Regions from separate parts of the Mus musculus genome. Here regions 1, 3 and 4 are each linked to region 2. A link is a contact called in public promoter capture Hi-C data. All regions are on one chromosome and are shown on one strand. The core of a region is the stretch at or near the end of the contact, and the rest is flanking DNA. Distances in the headings are between cores, read along the strand shown. Region 1 holds the start of Strip1 (striatin interacting protein 1). Region 2 holds the start of Prpf38b (PRP38 pre-mRNA processing factor 38 (yeast) domain containing B). Region 3 holds the start of Cym (chymosin). Region 4 holds the start of Prmt6 (protein arginine N-methyltransferase 6).

Region 1 (3,226 bases), core at 629-3,128, 1.3 Mb after region 2:
GGTTTAATTTCAATTCCAGTAACATACACAAAGTTATTCCATCAAACTACACCCCTGTATCTGTAACCCATGTGTTTAGGGCCAAAATGTTGGCTTTTGCATCTCCACTAATTCAGGCTTCATCACTAGTCTTCAATATACCCAACAAAGACACAAATGAAGAAGGAGATAGAGGTGGGGGGAGGAGGAGGAGAAGAAAGAAGGAGGAGGAGGAAGAAGGAAGAAGGGGAGGAAAAGGAGAACAACAACACACAAAGATTTCATCGATGTGAACATTGTAAAGAGAAACACATAAGGTGTTTACTGATCCCAAATCTGTCTTTGGGGAAACTTACTTTAGATTTAAATAGAATTAGAATTGAGATTGAGGGCGGGAGATAGGAAAATTCCAGCAGACCTGGGCAAGTGTGGTCTGGTTATCATCCTCTCAGTGTTGGTTCTATGAGATGGTAGAAGTCCTTTTTACTTAAGGGACAAGCTGGTTCTCAGGAGTTGATTCTTTCTCCTCCAGGGTGCACAGGCCATGATAGAAAGAGCTGTTCGTCATCCGGGGATGCTGTGTTCTGTGAGGCTTTGCCACTCCTGATGTCTAGAGGGTTGAGGCCAGTGACCAAGAGTCTTGTACCTGCTTCTTGGGGAGGGAGGTTTCTGGAGGAGGACACTGTAAAAAGTAACATTAAAACCATCTTGGTTACTCCTATGTGTTTGGCACTCAGACGTGACGGAGAATGAGGTGAGAGGCCACCATTTTTGGATGATTGCTCTTTGAGTCAATACAGATGTGAGCAGGTAATTCAGAGTAAACGAGACAGCTACAAAATGAAGGCAGAAAAGCAAGAGCCACTTCTAAGGGATTATTAAACACACCCTCATTTCCCCATGATTTCTCTGTTATATTTTCAATTTCAGTTTTATTTATTCATTTGTTTATCTCCCCCATGTGAATGTAAACTCCACGAAGACTAGAATCCTATTTTTGTTCATTATTATATCCTTAAAAGTATTTGTCAGTGGCTTGAGGACAGATACAACTTCATACTGTTATCCTTAGCCCCCAAGAGTCTCTCTCTCTCTCTCTCTCTCTCTCTCTCTCTCTCTCTCTCTCTCTCTCTCTCTCTCTTTCTCTGTCTCTCTCTCTCTCTGTCTCTCTTCACTTCAAGTTCAAGACAGGGTTTCTCTGTATAGTCCTGGCTGTCCCGGAACTCACTTTGTAAACCAGGCTGGCCTCGAACTCAGAAATCTGCCTGCCTCTGACTCCCAAGTGCTGGGATTAAAGGCGTGCGCCACCAACGCCCGGCTTTTTCCCCTGTTTTGATAAGTGAGATTATTAACGTGGCTCCAGAGGTGTCTTGGATGGAGTTATAATCTGATAAGTAAAACCAGGAGTCCCCAGGGTTGCACAAGGTGTTTCTTACAGAGTCCTACTGACTTGGAGGTTTTTCAGCTGGAAGGTTAGAGAAAAGCCACAACCAGTTGTTAATTGTACAGAAATTCTTTGCTAGGAAAACGTGTCAACTAGACCCATGAGTCAGGAATTGCTTTCTTTAATGATGTCTCCCTAATTTCCCCTTTCATCCTGCCTCACCTTGAACAGGGAGGGCTCTAAAGACAGGCAAAGCGATGATAGACAACGAATTAAAGTGTTAAGTCTCATGGATAAAAAAGACATCTAAAGGGATTCCTGCGAGCCCAGCCGCACGTCTCCGGCTTAGTTCCACGGGAAGGAGGGAGGGGAAACTAAATGACAAAGCCAGGAAAGACCTTGGGAGGTGATTGGCAGTTGCGGCTTTCGACACACGCAGCCACACTGAATATGGCGATTGGGGAAATTTCCTGGAGGAAATCACGCGAGAGTTGCCTGACGGGAGGCCGTCCGCGAATTGAGCCGGGGGTGTGGAGCAGCCAAGATGGAGCCGGCAGCCGCCGGTCCCGGCCCTCTGATTGTGAACAACAAGCAGCCGCAGCCGCCACCTCCTCCGCCGCCTGCCACCGCGCAGCCTCCTCCTGGGGCGCCGAGGGCCGCCGGAGGCCTCCTGCCGGGGGGCAAAGCCCGCGAGTTCAACCGCAACCAGCGCAAAGACTCGGAGGTCAGAGCTGCAGGGGGGCGAGGCTGGCACCGGGCGGGTGACAGAGGGGGTCCCGGGAGACCGGGGCGGCATCCGGGCCCAGCCGGGCTTCCCGACGGCTTGACAGGGACCCTGGGAGCTGTCACTTTACCGGGAACCGTGCAGTTAGCTAGGCTGGCAGCCGCCACAGCCCCGGGGAGGAAAGCCCGGAGCCCTGTCACCAACTCTGCTGCGGCCGGGGGAAGAAGGTCCCCGAGCCGGGGATGGCCGGTCGCCCCCGGGGGCGTGGCCTGAGGCACAGCCCTCCTGGGGTGCAAAATCGGTGGTCTGCTGGCTGGTTAGCCCCTCATCCTTTCCGGCCTCTGATCTTAGCAGGGTGGTGGGCCACGCCAGTTGGCAGCGAAGGGACCCAGGAGAGTTTAGCGGGCGCTTAGAACAGGGCTTCTCTCTCTAGTGCTGCTTGGCCGGCCCCAGGTTGTGTGAGTAGCAGAGAGAGCACATTGTGGCTTCCCTCCGAATTTTAGTCAGCGCTGGATCAAACCGCGGCCAGACATTGCCAAGTATTTTTGCATGCCCAGTGAGCCCAGTTGCTGAGCTGTGAAGGGATCAGAAGTACACAAAGGGCGCCGGATTCTCCTCCTTGCTAGTGAGCTGCGATTCCCTTTGCCCGCGCTGTCTGGAGCTATTCACCTCGCCCCAAGTTAAAATTCCTCCCACTGCTTCCGTTTGCAGAATTCATGAATGAACACACACCCGTCTCGTCGCAGCATTTCAGGGCTTCCTCATCAGCACATTCATTCCCAGAGCGCTTACTACGCAATCTCCTCCACCTGAGACAACTTCCAGTGTGATGAACAGCCAGGCACTTACCGAGAGGGAATTCCTCAAATTCAAATTTGATGCTTCAGCTAGTACCAGATACTAAAGATAGTGTCTTTAAGCCTAAGAAATCAGTTCCCTCCAAACATTTTGTTGTTGTCGCAGGCTCAAATTCTGATAACTTATGTCACAAAGGAACAAGCCCAGAGTTGAGAGGATGAGTTTAGAGTGGCTTTTTTGAAAAAGATGGACCTTTTAGGAGCCTTTTGTTGTGGAATGATGGGTGATCAGTGGCTACTTCTCAGTGATCTCTTAAGTACGAAGGAGTATGGAAGTTAAGT
Region 2 (2,942 bases), core at 30-2,529:
CTGCCTCAGTCTCTGGAATGTAAATTTCCTTTCAGACGTAGCCATCAAAACCAACCTAGCCTGATTTAAATACACACACACTATAAGGATGTGGGGTAGCCTTTGGTAAGCATTAAGTTCCTAATGTTTCATCCACACATTACAGACATTTTATTGCCACTACTCCCCACGAAGCACAGCTCCCAGCTTCTTGCCAACTGTGCTATTTTCCATCTCTAAGCCTGATTTTGCTTTCTATGCTTAAGCCATTCTTTGCTCAAATCAGGCTTATTAGATGGTAAATAGTAGATGATGGTCAAAGGCTCCAGCAGCCTCTTAACTCTCAAACACTATTAATCTTAAATTATTAGTACCTTTGAGAACAGATACCCTGATTACTTTCCCACCTTTTCTCCATCTCCATTCCTCACTCCCTTTTCTAAGGCCTAGCCCAGTGCAGCGGTACCATAGAACTAGCATCTCACTACATGTGGTAGCTCAGGACCCAAAATCCCAGTATCTCGAAGGCTGTGGCGTAAAGATTGTCTTGTGTTTGAGGCCAGCCTGAGCTACATGCTAGCCTCAGCTATAGTGTGAGACCCTAATTGAAAATTAAAAAAAAAAAAAAAAAAAAAAAAAAGGTGAGTCAATGGAAGCACTCCACGTAGGGTAGCAGATTTTATGTTTTTTGTTATTTTGAGATTGGATGTCTATGGAACTTGGCTTCAGAATCACAGACCCGTCTGCCCCTTCCTCCCCAGCACTGGAAATAAAGCGGGCGCCACCACACCCAGTTGAGAGTACTTTCTTTAAAGCTCACAACCCAGTTAAAATATTATCCTAATCTTAGGAGAAAAAAAATTTGGGGCCGTCTACGACTTCCGGTAGGACACTATTACCTCTGCGAAAGCCTCAAGGACTCTATCGGAGTCAATTCCCTGACTCTAGTCCTTTCTGGAGAATCTAACAAAATTAACTCATGAGACTTCGACCGCTCCGCAGGAGCAGTCACGCATCCGTCCAGAACACAAGTGTCACGAGACCCTCTTCCTGCCTCGAGAAAAATCAAGCAACGGATGCAAACTCTAAAACATAGCAACTGTGTCCAGACCCCCTTCCCCCTGGGCCAAAGTCCCAGGAGGAAGCCACCAGCCCGGCACACAGACCACCGGAGCCGAGCCAACACGCAACGACCTCGCGCAACCAGGAAGAGGAATAGCCTGCACACACGGGCGGCTCTGATTGGCCACGGCCTTAGCTCGAACGCCCGGGCGTATGGCGTCACTTCCGCTGGCCCCGCCATCTTGTTCCCAGGGGCAGTTGGCGGAAGAGATCGAGCTCCTCTGCTGCCCGTTCTGCTTTGCGTCCGGAGTTCTCCCCGCCTCGTTTTTGGCGTCCGTCTCGGGCCCGGGCTCCCGTGTGTCGGCGTCCCAGTTGCAGTTTCCCGCTCGGCTGGGGCACAACGCGGCGGGCTCCTTGCCCCGACGGCCTTCCATGGAGTAGGTCCGGGACCGTTGTCCCGAAGAGCGCGATCGAGCTTGGCCTCCCTCCTCCCGCCCGCCCTCCTTCCTTCCTGCCGCGGCACCATGGCCAACAACAGCCCCGCGCTGACCGGCAACTCGCAACCGCAGCACCAGGCGGCCGCGGCCGTGACCCAGCAGCAGCAGCAATGTGGCGGCGGCGGCGGCGCCACCAAGCCGGCGGTGTCGGGCAAGCAGGGCAATGTGCTGCCGCTGTGGGGCAACGAGAAGACCATGAACCTCAACCCCATGATCCTCACCAACATCCTGTCGTCGCCTTACTTCAAAGTGCAGCTCTACGAGCTCAAGACCTACCACGAGGTGGTGGACGAGATCTACTTTAAGGTACGCATCCTCTAGGCCGCGTGTCGGGGGTAAGTTCGCCAGAGCGGGGTGTCGGATACCGTGGATGCACCCCCTTTCCCTCCCTCCTGAGACCCGCGGATTTGGGGGAGGGGGAAAGTTGGCGGAGGGAGAAGTGAAGCTTGGGGCTGGTTTGGGACGGGTCGGGCTAGGGCCGCCCTCTTTTTTTCCTTTTCAGGTTTTGTTTTTTTTGTTTTGTTTTAATAGCCGGGCGAGCCCGCCACAATCGATCTTTAACCTACCCCAACCTCCTGCCTATCCCTAGGGAGCTGTTGGGCAAGAACTCTAGGGGAGAGGAGAAAAGTAATACCAGAAGCCTGTCCAAGTTCACCATTTTTTAAAAAAATGACTCCTTTTTACCTGTGTCGACTAAGCACTAACTCGGTGCTTCTGCCGCTGCCCCCCGGGCCAGCGGAATTACTGAAGTAATTACTTCAATGTCGGCCTCGTGCTCTTCGTTAAGCTCTCCAATCCCGACAGAAATTGGCCAGTGAGTGTGTCGGGTGGGCCGGGAGGGTTGAGGGTGGCGTGGAGTGCCAGGGCAAAAGAGGTGTACAGAAGGCCTGGAAATTTTTCCCAGCAGGAAGTCAGGAGTCGAAGGTGTCAGCCACCTGTGCGTTGGGCATAATTAGAATGCTCTGGGCCCTGGGCTTCTTTCTGCGGCAGGGTCGGTGCTGGCTTGGCTGTGCTGGGGAGCTCACCTGGCGCCTCCTCACTGCACTCTTGTCTCAGTTCTTGTTTCGTTAGCAGGATTGACTCAGTCTTGCAGCGAGGCTCGGAGCAGCCCAGGGTCGCAGGTAGAGGTATGCACTATTAATCATGCTCAATCGCCAATAAATGCATTTCCCTGGTTAAATGAATGGCTAATTAGGTTTATTTTTACCGGTTTGGTGTTGGGCCATTGATTTTGGTCTCACTAACTAGAGTCTCCACTTCCCTACAAATTAGGTAGTTTAAAAAATAACCTTCCAGGCCTCCGAGGTTAATTTATATTTTAATGAGTATTAATAGTCTTCATGTCTTCAAGCATTTTCGCTAGAGCATGTAAAGTAAAACACATCCAATTTTTCTTGTCTTGAC
Region 3 (2,881 bases), core at 139-2,638, 1.7 Mb after region 2:
CCACTATACATACTGCAACTGTCTCAAGAGATAGAAGCAGAGTTGCTCTCGCAGTGGAGTGTGAAGATATTTGTTCAAGGTACTTGAGACAATGCCAGGCTACTATAACAGGACTCTCTGAACCTCTGTCTCCTCATCTGCAGCATGTCACACAGGTGTCACCAGCTACTTTCTGATGCTTATCAGAGGCAATGACAAGAACACTCAGTCACACACCTGCTTATTCAAACATCCCCTGAGTACCTCTTGTACATCTTTCTCAGTGCTAAAGTATGGATGGAGATACAGTCCAGACGCAGGGTCATCAACTGCTACTGGGTCTCTGGGCCCTGGCCCATCAGAGCGGCACTGTTAAGTGAAGAAAACAAGAAATAAGCTTCACCACTTAGTATTGATTTTGCCCCTTACTTCTCTGACTTTGGGAGTAGAAGGTGTGGAATGGCAGCTGCGTGTCCTGTGGCCACCTCTCAGGAGCCTGAGAAGCAGCAGTCTCCTGGCAGTCTGAGGACACACCTGGTGGTTTCGTGAAGAGATGTCCACAAAGGAGGGCATTGCCATGGTAGGGATCAGGCCTGACTCCTGTCCTTAAGTCTGTTCAAATACTCCTGTGCCTGGCCTCTTGGGGAACTCTTATAGCCCCCATAAGACAAATGTGTGAAATTTCAGTTGACACTTCTTTCAGAATGGCTGATGTATCCGGATCCCCCACCTGGCTTCAGCTGTTGCATCCTGCCCTGTCCCCACTCCCTGCCCTTGCCAGGCCTTCCTCTCTGTGCAGATGTTTGTCCTGCTAACAGCAGGAAGCTGTTACCATGTTCTCTTGTATATCATACTCCTGAACCTCCTGCCTTCCAATTTGCCCAACTTCTCCTGGCTTCATCCTGATTTTCCAGTTCATAGGCCTGGTACATAATTGTCTCCACAGATACAGTTACAGATACAGGCTTTAGGGTCTTTCCTGTCTCAAATCTCTCTTAGGCCAGAAGGCACAACTATCTGGCTTCTGACCTTGTCTCCAATAGAACACTCAACATATTTGTATGTGTGTTCTCCCTGTACACCCGAGTGGGCCTTCTACATGCAATCTCAGCCTCCCTTCCTCCTGGTAGCAGCCCCACCTGCGTTAGCTCAGAGGTCCCGTTTAGAGGGGGATTTGGGGTAAAGGGGCCCGTGTTGACTTTTCCCAGCTTGAAGGCCTGTGTACCCTTCAACGTTGAAGTCTTTAGAATGGTAGACTTTGTAGTTCTTATCAGTGTGGGTCTTGGGTAGTGAAGGTGCTATCTCACTATGTTTGTGAAGTGGTCTGAAGTTTCGGGTGCCTCTGAAGTTTGGGCATCCAGCCAGAAGGAGCCCCGCTCTATAAAGGCCGAGAGGATGGGTACTAGCTAGAGAGGCCATTTCCTGTGATCCAGAATGAGGCGCTTTGTGCTGCTCCTCGCTGCTCTCGCCATCTCCCAGAGCCATGTGGTCACCAGGTGAATGTTGGACCCTGGGTGGGCAGGGGGACTGTTGCTCTTCCGGCCCTCAGACTCCAGGGGAATTTGCTTTCACTCTTGTCTTTACACACTGAGTGTGACCCCGAGGAGAGGGAGCCAGGCAAGAAGCCTGGGGGATAGGAAAGCATAGTTTCTAGAAAGAAAAACAAAACTACTCAGTGCTCGGTCCCAGCTCTATCACCCTTAGTTTCCTCATCTGCTGTGAAACTAGGGTCTTCACAATGCCCATCTTTTAGGGTTGTTATGAGACTGCGTGAGTTAATATTTGTAAAATGCTTCAAAGAGTACTAGACCTACTGTGAAATCTATATGCGCGCTCATTAAACTAGGTTTCCTGGTGTAAGAACTCCTTTAGAGAGGTCTGAAGGTTCTCTAAAAATAACTAGGGCATCACCTCTCAGGCCGTGGGTTAGATGATTTGCACTTTACAGCTGAGAGCATTGTTCAGGGAGAGTCTCTGTGCTACCCAACACCATGTGGCTAGCGCTGGAGGTTCCAGGGCTCAGCCTGGCTGGACTTGCACTCTTGCTGCCCCCATCCCCATTTCAGGTGCTCATGTGTGTGTTCTGCCAAGGCCTGAACACAGAAAAGACTGCATACCTTCTTGGATTGGATCCTTGAAAAGAGGCTGAGTATCTTTGCTAGTGAGGGCTCTCTGGCAATGAATTTTTCTCAAGTCCAAGGTGTGATGGCAGCTAGATAAGAGACAGAACCGGAGATGAGGATCCTGGGGTGAATTCCAGACAAGGGTGGCCTTTTGACATGAGGTAGCAGCTGCATTCTGATTATAGCTGGCTTTCCTCTGGAAGAAGAGGTTCCTGAAGCCGCTATATGGCACCTATACTTCTGTAATCTCAAGTTGTCTTTTCAACTAGCTCTTAGAGAAAACGATATGATTGCTAGAAGTTTTAGGGACTGTGAGATGCACAAAGTTCTACTTTAATCTATGGGGAGAGAAAATGGTTAAATGGTCAAGTACAGAATAAAACAGTGTTGGAAAGGAAGGATTAGCCCTATTGTATAAGAAGAAACTGAAGATAAAGGCATTAAATCCCCTAAAGTGAAGATCCCAGGGCCCCAGCAGCCTCCCACTGGATGTGCAGAGGACTTGGAGAATCTCCTGGGGGAGCTCAGGGCACTGTGGCAGATTTCACGTTGCCAAGGAACACAGCAGAGCCAGGTCGAGAACTGTTTTTTTTTTTTTTTTTTTCCTGCAGTTTTCTCTCTTGATCTTTTCTTCCCCAGTTGAATTGCCTTTATTATCCCAAACCTAAGCTGGGCCAAGAGGTCCAGTTTGGTGTCCTGCTCATGCTGAGGAAGTCCTGAAGAATTTCCAGCCACTTTAGTGAAAACACTACTCAGAGAAAAGCAATTGGCAAAAGGTG
Region 4 (3,105 bases), core at 435-2,934, 1.3 Mb before region 2:
CGGTTAAAGCCAACTGAGAGCATTCATGTGGATATTCTAATCTAACCTGGGTCTTCTGGAAGAGCAGCCAGTGCTGTCCATTGCTCCTGTTCCAGATACCAGTACACATTCTTTAAATTATTGTTTTTATGTTATGGCCAATGAAGAGATTAATTTATTGTTAACCAAGCTTCTTTTTGACTAACAGAAAAAATAAAATAACTGAGCCTGTGGGTATCAATTCTGGCTTTAAAAGGAGATATAGCAGAATTTTTTTTAAAAGTGAATTGCATTGGAAAAGAAGTCAAAAGAGATGAGTTTCACCATTTCTCCAAGCAAGTGTTTTTACACAGATACATAGATTTAAGTGTATGTATGTGTATATATAAGCTGGTCACCAAAGACACTGGAAATGGGTTTGAGAATATCATACCCTTGATGTTAATTGTTCTTTAGTTTGAACTACAGAAGTTTCAGAACAGGACTCAAGACCAAGTAAACTATTCTCCAGAGACACAGTGGTGGCTGATACATTTCATGGCCACAGCACTTCTTCAGTATTTGCCCTGGAGCTTAACGTACCTCAGGGATCACTTTGGACTCAGAATCAAGATCTTGTATTATTTGGTTTTCACTTTGCGTCATACATATTCTTTGTATCCTAACTCTGGTTAGAACAGAGAGTTTGGTGAGTTACAACTGTCAGAGAAGGGACAAGAACTGTGCCACATAATTCAGTAGTGGGGGGCGGGGGAGGTCCTGTGAGGGAAACATAGACTTGTAGCTGTAAGTGGTGTGCCTACATCAAGAATGTGTAAAAATGAGTGTAGTGACTATTCCTGGCTATCATCAACTAGACTATATCTGGAGTGAACTACAGTCCAGAATTGGAAGGCTCACTCACCTGTGATCTTGAGGCTGAAAGACACAGGTTTCTGACTTGAACCGAGTGGAGGTTTTTTTGTTTGTTTATTTTTTCTTTGAGGCAGGGTTTCTCTGTGTAGCCTTGGCTGTATTAGAACTCACTCTGTAGACCAGGCTGGCCTCGAACTCAGAAATTCGCCTGCCTCTGCCTCCCAAGTGTTGGGTTTAAAGGCGTGAGCCACCACGCCCGGCCTTGGCAGGAAGATCTTGAGGCATATGGCCATGAAAAGTTTAGCCTCAGGCAAGGTAGTACATGCCTTTAATCCCAGGAAACTTGAGACAAAAGCTCAAGGTCAGCCTGGGAAAAGGAAGTCCCAGATCCGGAAGTGGTGATACACACCTTTATTCTGGGACACACCTGCGGGAGGCCTACATAAGGTCACTGGAAGAAGGAAAACTCACTTTTTCTGCCAGGACGCCGTGTGGGACTGAGCAGCTGCTAGATCCTTGGATTTTCATTCACAGCTGCTGCTGACCATCTTTGGGGACTACAGATTGTAAGTCATCAACAAATTCTCTTACTCTACAGAGGCTACCCATACGTTCTGTGACTCTAGAGAACCCTGACAAGGGGTAAAAGGAAAGGGCAAAAACTGAAAGGATCTCGGGAAAATAGTGTGGTCTTAGAGAACAACTTGTCATGGCGTTAGAGGAAAATAACGGTGTGCCAAGATTGACTCTGGTTGAGCCTCTGCCCTCAGGAAGCGGGATGCAGGAAGCGGACTACGAATCCCAGCAGGCCCCGGGGACTCTGAGCCTGCGCACCGCACCGCGCAACGAATGCTGGGGGTCGGCTGCCGGGGCCAAGATGTCGCTGAGCAAGAAAAGAAAGCTTGAGTCGGGGGACAGCGGAGGCGCCGGCGCCGGAGGGGAGGGAGCCGAGGAGGAAAATGGCGGGGAGCAGGAGGCGGCCCCGCCACGACCCCGGAGGACCAAGAGCGAGCGGGACCAGCTGTACTACGAGTGCTACTCCGACGTCTCGGTCCACGAGGAGATGATCGCCGACCAGGTCCGCACCGAAGCCTACCGCTTAGGCATCCTGAAGAACTGGGCCGCGCTGCGAGGCAAGACGGTGCTGGACGTGGGCGCGGGCACCGGCATTCTCAGCATCTTCTGTGCCCAGGCCGGGGCACGGCGCGTGTACGCGGTGGAGGCCAGCGCCATCTGGCAACAGGCCCGGGAGGTGGTGCGGCTCAACGGGTTGGAGGACCGCGTGCACGTCCTGCCGGGCCCGGTGGAGACCGTGGAGCTGCCGGAGCGAGTGGACGCCATCGTCAGCGAGTGGATGGGCTACGGACTTCTGCACGAGTCCATGCTGAGCTCCGTGCTCCACGCGCGGACCAAATGGCTGAAGGAGGGCGGTCTCCTCCTGCCAGCTTCCGCGGAGCTCTTCGTGGCCCCGATTAGCGACCAGATGCTCGAGTGGCGTCTGGGTTTCTGGAGCCAGGTGAAGCAGCACTATGGCGTGGATATGAGCTGCATGGAGAGCTTCGCCACGCGCTGCCTCATGGGCCATTCGGAGATCGTGGTGCAGGATCTGTCCGGAGAGGACGTGCTGGCCCGGCCGCAGCGCTTTGCCCAGCTCGAGCTGGCCCGAGCCGGCCTGGAGCAGGAGCTGGAGGCTGGTGTGGGCGGGCGCTTCCGCTGCAGCTGCTATGGTTCCGCGCCTCTACATGGTTTCGCCGTCTGGTTTCAAGTGACCTTTCCCGGAGGGGACTCGGAGAAACCTCTGGTGCTGTCCACCTCGCCTTTTCACCCGGCCACCCACTGGAAGCAGGCGCTCCTCTACTTGAACGAGCCGGTGCCGGTGGAACAAGATACGGACATTTCCGGAGAGATCACCCTGCTGCCCTCCCCGGACAACCCCCGGCGTCTGCGCATACTTCTGCGCTACAAAGTGGGAGACCATGAGGAAAAGACCAAAGACTTTGCCATGGAGGACTGAGCGTTGCCTTTTCTCCCCCTCCACCTTCTTCGGAAGGTCCGAAGAGAAAGGGAGATCGCCTATGCAAGTTGGGGACATAGCTGTCTCTTTTACCTCACCGCTCCAGTCTTCATTTGAGGACATTCTTCTGGCAGTGTTTATTTTAAAAGTGAGCATCCCTGACCAAGGACTGATGCAGTGTGCTTACTAACGGGCTTTTAAACCTGGAAAGCATGTAGTATAAAGAAACTCTTGTATTTCTGTTTCTTTTGTTTAAC

The links. Promoter capture Hi-C pulls out the DNA fragments that hold promoters and counts their contacts.
Region 1: a contact with region 2 is called in a promoter capture Hi-C map of pre-B cells. The contact joins the promoter of Strip1 here to the promoter of Prpf38b in region 2. A contact is called at or near these places in 3 of 39 promoter capture datasets (cranial neural crest, liver and pre-B cells).
Region 3: a contact with region 2 is called in a promoter capture Hi-C map of liver, with 2.9 times the contacts expected there. The contact joins the promoter of Cym here to the promoter of Prpf38b in region 2. A contact is called at or near these places in 1 of 39 promoter capture datasets (liver) and 1 of 484 Hi-C or Micro-C datasets (B cells).
Region 4: a promoter capture Hi-C map of pre-B cells shows a contact between it and region 2. The contact joins the promoter of Prmt6 here to the promoter of Prpf38b in region 2. A contact is called at or near these places in 3 of 39 promoter capture datasets (the C10 cell line, liver and pre-B cells) and 1 of 115 datasets of contacts at active chromatin or transcription factors (embryonic stem cells).

The regions. Positions count from the first base shown.
Region 1 is chr3:107,630,362-107,633,587 of GRCm38.p6, reverse strand. Strip1 (striatin interacting protein 1) reads left to right here and starts at 1,878. Exons shown (of 21, transcript NM_153563.2): 1 at 1,878-2,087. The coding sequence starts at 1,908. It overlaps Gm10961 (a long non-coding RNA gene), which reads right to left and starts at 1,987. Exons shown (of 3, transcript XR_375960.3): 1 at 1,586-1,987; 2 at 398-661.
Region 2 is chr3:108,910,066-108,913,007 of GRCm38.p6, reverse strand. Prpf38b (PRP38 pre-mRNA processing factor 38 (yeast) domain containing B) reads left to right here and starts at 1,279. Exons shown (of 6, transcript NM_025845.3): 1 at 1,279-1,844. The coding sequence starts at 1,566.
Region 3 is chr3:107,220,239-107,223,119 of GRCm38.p6, reverse strand. Cym (chymosin) reads left to right here and starts at 1,388. Exons shown (of 9, transcript NM_001111143.1): 1 at 1,388-1,475. The coding sequence starts at 1,414.
Region 4 is chr3:110,249,578-110,252,682 of GRCm38.p6, reverse strand. It overlaps Prmt6 (protein arginine N-methyltransferase 6), which reads left to right and starts at 1,684. Exons shown (of 1, transcript NM_178891.5): 1 at 1,684-3,105. The coding sequence starts at 1,712. The coding sequence ends at 2,848.